Linked DNA regions of Gossypium arboreum: region 2 is linked to region 1. The links are chromatin contacts, called in public Hi-C maps. All regions are on one chromosome and are shown on one strand. The core of a region is the stretch at or near the end of the contact, and the rest is flanking DNA. Distances in the headings are between cores, read along the strand shown. Region 1 holds the start of LOC108483223 (trafficking protein particle complex II-specific subunit 130 homolog). Region 2 holds the start of LOC108483048 (COP1-interacting protein 7).

Region 1 (3,377 bases), core at 544-3,043:
TTCTTTTGATTTTGTTTTACCAGTTTTGACATTAGGGGATTTATAGAGAGTGTATATGTAAATGAATTTGATTGGTTGGTTAAACTTTGATTGATTTTTTTGGGGAATCTTTCATATAAGTTTCTGGAAACCTTAAAATCCATTGCCATGGTATTGTTTTAATTCCCAGAATGAGGTTTAAACCAGATAATGGCAGCTAAAATCACAACATCTGCAAAATCTGAAACTGAGAATATAAGCAAATACCATTGAAATTACTGAAAAATATTTGAGGAAATATTGGCAAATTAAAGTAATAGAAAAGAGGGGAACCTCTCAAAAGCTTCATTATTTTAAAACTGTGCAAGCATCTTCTTTCACTTTTTTGTTTCTTTTGGTCATAAAGAACTGATAGATAATAAGCAGAATCATGGGTTTCTTTGCGTTTTTGAAGATTTTCTCATATTGAAATCAAAATATGGTGAGTATAATCTATTTGTTGCAAAGCCAAGAGAGTAGAATGCGCTTTGCCTTGCAGTCAAGCAACATGGTCAGAAGATATAACCATATACCCAATGAATTGAATGAGCCTGTTGTATATTAGCAAGGCGAAGTTTATATTAGACATGACATATAGTTAATGTCAGCGTAAAAACAGCATTAAGGGCGATTAAAAACAATGGAGAGTAAACAAAAAAACTGCTGCTCAGAAAGACAATGCAACACCAGTCTGAACCTGCACAAGAAAAAACAACTTAATGCTTCAATGGCCTATATATCCACATGGTTCTCCAAATGCCCCTTCACAAGAAATACACCTTTGGAACTCATTGAGGGGAGACCGAAATTTTATGGAGAAGTCTTCGAAGTGCCATTTAATCAAAGCTAAAGGAACCATTAATAGGTTAATATTATCCCCGAGTTGAGTGAAGATTTTTTCTTCCAACTCTATGGAAAATCCAAGTGACTGAAGAGAACATGAATTCACAAAGAAGAAACGCCTTACTAGGTTAAATCTGCATGACACTAAGTCAACTACCAAAGGAAATGATGGACATTTGCCTATAGTAGGATTTAAACTCCCAACCTATAAGATATAGGCTACTTGAGGGAAGGCATGTACCGTTTGGTCTAGTTGAAAAGACGCATTTTGTGGAGGAGAGTTTAACTCCTTTTGGAGAGGTTTTTAAAATAACATTTATCAAAAATAGACAAATCCTTCAATGGATTAGTATTGTCTCAAGTTGAATCAAAGTTTTGTCTCTTGATATTTTGTCTCTTGATATATGGAAAGCCAAAGTGCCATGAGTTTGCAAAGCGAGAATCCTCATTGAATCAGGCCATATGTAGCACTCGATTAATTATCAAGAAAATGGTGGTTATTTACTATTGGTAGAGTTTGAATATCTAACTTATAATATGTAAGTTAAGGAGAGATGGTACCACTCTCTAGAGAGTTAGAAGACAAAATCTTACCTTATCTAAGGATAGTACTGAGGTCCAAAAATATCTCATGTTAGAGGGGAATTATTTTAAATAAAGAACAACCGAATACACTAAAAAGAATCTTATATCAGATTAGTAATTAAACCTGTTGAAGCTGCAGAATAGGAGAGACTGAGAGAGACCAAGTCAGATTAACTATTGAAGCAGTAGAATAAAGGAAAGACCAAGTCAAACTGTGTAAGGCTTTGTTTGTGGAACCCATAGCTAGCAATGCTGGAGGGCAGGCAAAGTACTCCATAGAAGCCTAAAACGCAAAAGGAAGACGGTCCATAAGGCTGATTATTAGTATCACTTAATACAATAATATGCAAACTAAATTATCAATGTAACATCCTGGATAGCCTTCATGTGTGTGTTTGCTGACCTGGGATTTCGAAACTATGTTATCCCAACTCTTTATTGTAAAAATTCGTATCAAATACATACCCGTATTCCACATCCATTCAGCCAAATACTTTAGCCTGGAATGTTTCTTTCAGGAGAGTAAAACACAGCATTTGCAGGCAATGGAGAAGTAATTTGGGCTAAAATCGATCTTTTCTTTCAGGCCTTATTTAGTTGGGCCTAAGAAAAATCTTTGAAACATGGACGACGCCATTAATGAGGCCCAGCTGACACTTTGAGAAAACATAGCGCTTAACGAGGACGAAGCGGAGGAGAAACTAGATCCTTGGGTTGGAGCATAAGCGAAACTAACACTCCAAATCTCTCACTAAGATAAATTAACCATTTTTCCTTCACTTTTCTGCATTTGATCTAATGGATTTTGTAAGTTTCTTTTAGATCGGGAAAGAAGAGAATGGCGAACTATCTAGCTCAGTTTCAAACAATCAAGAGCACTTGTAACCATCTTATCATTGCTGGTAATTACTTTTTTTGCTTCTCATTTGAATTGAACTCTTCCAATTGAACTTTGGGTTTAGGGTCACTTTTAAATCTCTTTTGGGGATTTTTATGGTGTTGGGTGTGCGGGATCAGGGATGTGTTTACTTTAGTGTTAGATTTCTGATGTGGAAATTCTAAAGGTTGATGTTATTTATTCATGATTTAAGATTTTGAGTTGATTTTTTTGAAAGTAAAGGATTGTCTAAATGTGAAGAGTTAAGTTTAAATGGATAATTTTTGGTGATCATGAGGTAAATGTTGTTGCTTTCAGCTTCTTAGTTGATTTTATGAAGCGAGTACTTGATTATTTTTTTTCTGGGAATTTATTACAACTTAGAAGTAGGGAGAAGTTAATACTAAATCTTCGATTGCTTGCATCAATGCTGGTGACTGTCTAATAAATGTCGTTGCTTTAAGTTTTGTACTTGATCTTTTTGCCTTCTGGATCGGTTAGATGTATGGAATGCGAAATGGAAATATATGACCTATGGATATTTAATCTATCAACTCCAAAGTTTGTTTCTTTTCTAGTTGTTTGTATTTAATAGTAATTTGTGAATCATGGTTCGGAACTAGCTCACATTGTTCCGATCTTCTGCTAGCTTCAGATTTCTAACTAACTATTTCGTCGTCAACTGCATTACAGTTGAAGATGTCAGTGACTTGTGGCCTACTGTCAAGAATAGTTTTGAAGAGCGGCTTCCATTCAAAAGGTCTTGCTTAAATAACAAGACCCGGAATCCTGTGTTTGTAGAGAATTTGCCAGCTGAATACATATTAACAACTGATGCAAGACTACGTAGCAGATTTCCTCATGAGCAATATTTATTTTGGTTCCGAGAGCCATATGCAACTTTGGTTCTTGTTACATGTGAGGTACATTGATTCCAGTTTATGATCTTTATTGGAGGTGAACTAAATTTTAGATCCATGATCACACGTGAGAAAAAGATAAATCCTTAGAGCTTTCTGTATAACTCAGATCATAATTCTTCAACTGAGCCTGT
Region 2 (3,377 bases), core at 358-2,857, 180 kb before region 1:
CTTGTCTCCAGAACACGTTGAAGACGAACCCTGCATATCTACCTCGCGATGAGCAACGAATGCATTTTGAAAAGAAATCAAGCTAATGGGATTAACTGTAGGAACAAGTAATTTACTTGGAAGTTTCTTCTGGAACATCATCTTCGGTTCCATCGAATTCACCTTTAGACTACATGCACCATCATAATAAAATTCTGGGATTAAGATGTAAGCTATCAAATAAATCAAAACAAAAAAAATATATGGTAGAGAATGCTGAAAAGCATACCTTAGATGAAGTATATGGCTTTTGGAAATTCCCTGAAAGAAAACATACAATTCTCAGACAAACAGGAATTAAACACTCTTTGAACATAAAATTTGGGGACCAAACATACCATCTGGATCTGTCGTCCCGGCAGCGTTTGCTTCGTACGATTGAATCGAATTCTCGATCTGTTCGATTTCCCTCTCCACTGTCACAAATCTCTCAAGAACTTCTGGTGTACTAACAAACCTCACAAACCTGTTAAAATGCATTAGAAATCATTAACAAGGTATAATGACACAAAAGAGTTAAAAAACAAGATCTTGTTTCTTCCTGGAGGAAAGTAATGCAATGTCCTGAAAGAGCTTTTACCTTAGGAGAGTGCCTTTGGTGAACCAGGGAGGAGATGAGGCGACAGGGCGAAGAGTTACAGAGTAGCCTCCTTTAGAAATTTGATCTTTAGCAGCTTTGAGGTGTGAAATGAAGGGTTCTAGCAACCCTGATGCCAATTTCTCGTTCTCTTTTCCAGCAAAAATCACCAGATCACATCTTCCATTCAAACCCCAAAGCCATTCTCAGATGAATGTCCAAACAATCAAAAAAGAAGAAAAAGACGACATTTTTACAAGGCATGCAAAATCTTTACCTGGTTCTAGTAGGTGTAAGTTGGAACAAAGCATAATCTAGACGTGTCCTGAAGTCCATTTTTTAAGCCTTACAAATATACAACCAGAAGTTCCTGAGAGACAAGACAGAGAAGCAAACACTAATTCTTTCACAGGTTGAGTTCATCCATTGTTGGAAGTTTCAGTTCCTTGCTATGTTGTTACAGGAACATGTTCTGCTGACAGACTGAAAAAAATGAAAACATGGGAAAAGTTTTATAAACTCAATTGAGGGAAGTTTTCATTGGATCTTGTGCTGTTTCTTCGTGCAGGGTCTTTTGTACTATTTTTGTTTAGCTTGGAAGAATTATACACATTATGGAAATAATAAAAAAGAAATGCCAGTTCTGAAACTGAAGCTTTAGCACATGGGAAAGTATTGAGGATCATAAGGAGAGAAGTAGGAGACAATAAATTTTTTTTTTTTTAATTCAAGATTGGTCCCAGTTACCGACAGTTGTATCCATCAATTTCCCTTCTTCATGGCAAAATTATTTTAATTATTATTTAACCTTCTATTTTCTAAATCTTGGTTAGTTGAGAGGTCTTTCTTATTCTTTATAACATTTCCATTCTGAATCTGCATTGGAAACTTTAATTTATTCAATTTAATGTAAAATTGTTTTGAGTTTCACTTTAGTGAGTAGACAGAATGAGTGAGAGAATAGGCAAAGAATAAATGAATTAAAATGGCAGCTTTCACCTCTGCCAACCAAATATTCCAACCCAATAAATTATCATATACATTCTTCAAAGTTACCTCTCCTCTTTCTTTTCTTTTTTTTTTTTTAAATTATGGGTACAGTAAAATATAATATTAGGGTGAGAACGAAATAATATGGTTTGAATCTATATTTAATAAGTGTGATAATAATTTTAATTACTGTTTTATATAAGACAACTTAAATAACATTTTAAGTAATACTGCAAGAGATTATCAACAAAATTTAACTTATAATCATATGTATTAATTGTTATTACATATAAGCAATATTGCTAGAGATTATCAACAAAATTTAACTTATAATCATTTGTATTAATTTTTGTTACATAATATAGTTGCAGTAAATAAAATTTATAGTTTGACCATAATGGGCTATTTTGATGAAACCCAACATATTGTAAGTGTTTACATATAGTATTAAAGTTTGAGTAACAACTAAAGGTGAAGTCAGAGAATTATTTAGAAGGGCTAGAGATGAATTATAAATTTTTGAAGTTAATGTGCAATTTTACTATTATATTAATTTGAAATTTCTTAAATTTTAAAGACCCTAATTTATCATTTTAGATAGGCCTTGGCTTCCCCACTGGCCACTGCTAACAACTAAATAATCAGATATTTAAAAATATTAATTAAAATTTAGATAGTGAAGTGAATTAGAATTATAATATTGTGTTTAACCCAAAAAAATATAATAATGTTATTCTTTTCCTTGAAAATTATAATAATGTTAAGTAACAATTAAATATTATTAAATCATATTTATATTGAAAATAAATCAACGAAATACAAATATATAATTGAAATTTTGAATAAAACCCATGCAACCGCCGTAGAAATGTTCATGGGTCGAGTCGAGTTCGGGTCGAGCCTTGAAAAAATTTTAAATTTGGAATTGACCCGGCTAAAAATGCTAGAATTTGGATTCGGCCCGCCAGTGTTATTTTTAAAAAAATATATAATACATCAAAAATACTAAAAATATTAAAATAAATGTTTCCTAATAAATTGAAATAAAAACATAATGCAACTTAACAAGAAAATACCTCTAAAATAGTAGCAAAATTAACAATAAAATAAAAATTATATAATATTCAAATAATAACAATAAAATAATAGAAACATAATAGTAAAATTACAGTATTATAGTGAGCAAACAACTTTTTTTTTTTCTTTTTGCAAATTCGGGCCAAGCCTAGGCCTAAAAAATCTTATCTAAGGCCTGACTCATTTTCTAAACAGGCCTAATCTTTTGTCCAAATTCATTTTCAAACTTATATCTTTATCTAAACCCTCACTTTTTCAAACCAACATTCCACATCGTAACTTGATTTTAAATGTAGCTTTCATTTAATAAAATACATGCTATTTATACCTAACTTGAATTGATGAACAAAGATATTTCGATTAAGTTTGACTTTTAAAATATTATTTTTAGTTTTAGAGTTAGAATTTATTTATTTTTATTATTGTCTTTAAAAAAATGGAATAAAAAGTTAATCTTATTCTATGAAGCCACAATCATCGACAAACTTGATATTCATCACTACCTACAATATTGTACTTGTAATTAGTAATGGTGAAAATTTTCAAAGAGGATGAGGCAATTATTTTATTAAAGTTCCATTATTTGTGGACCATTCTTTACACAAATATTAAAATGGCACCAAACAAGTTGGTAATCTCCAACTTTGCATCATTATCAATGTTATGAATTAATAATTACATTTTAAAATTTGGG

The links. A called contact is a pair of places that touch in the nucleus more often than the background predicts.
Region 2: a contact with region 1 is called in a Hi-C map of leaf, with 2.9 times the contacts expected there. The contact joins the promoter of LOC108483048 here to the promoter of LOC108483223 in region 1. A contact is called at or near these places in 3 of 5 Hi-C or Micro-C datasets (all in leaf).

The regions. Positions count from the first base shown.
Region 1 is chr1:113,913,808-113,917,184 of ASM2569848v2, reverse strand. It overlaps LOC108483223 (trafficking protein particle complex II-specific subunit 130 homolog), which reads left to right and starts at 1,793. Exons shown (of 21, transcript XM_053030594.1): 1 at 1,793-2,348; 2 at 3,017-3,246. The coding sequence starts at 2,285.
Region 2 is chr1:114,094,577-114,097,953 of ASM2569848v2, reverse strand. LOC108483048 (COP1-interacting protein 7) reads right to left here and starts at 1,607. Exons shown (of 9, transcript XM_017786232.2): 1 at 894-1,607; 2 at 620-796; 3 at 378-505; 4 at 269-300; 5 at 117-169; 6 at 1-30. The coding sequence starts at 952.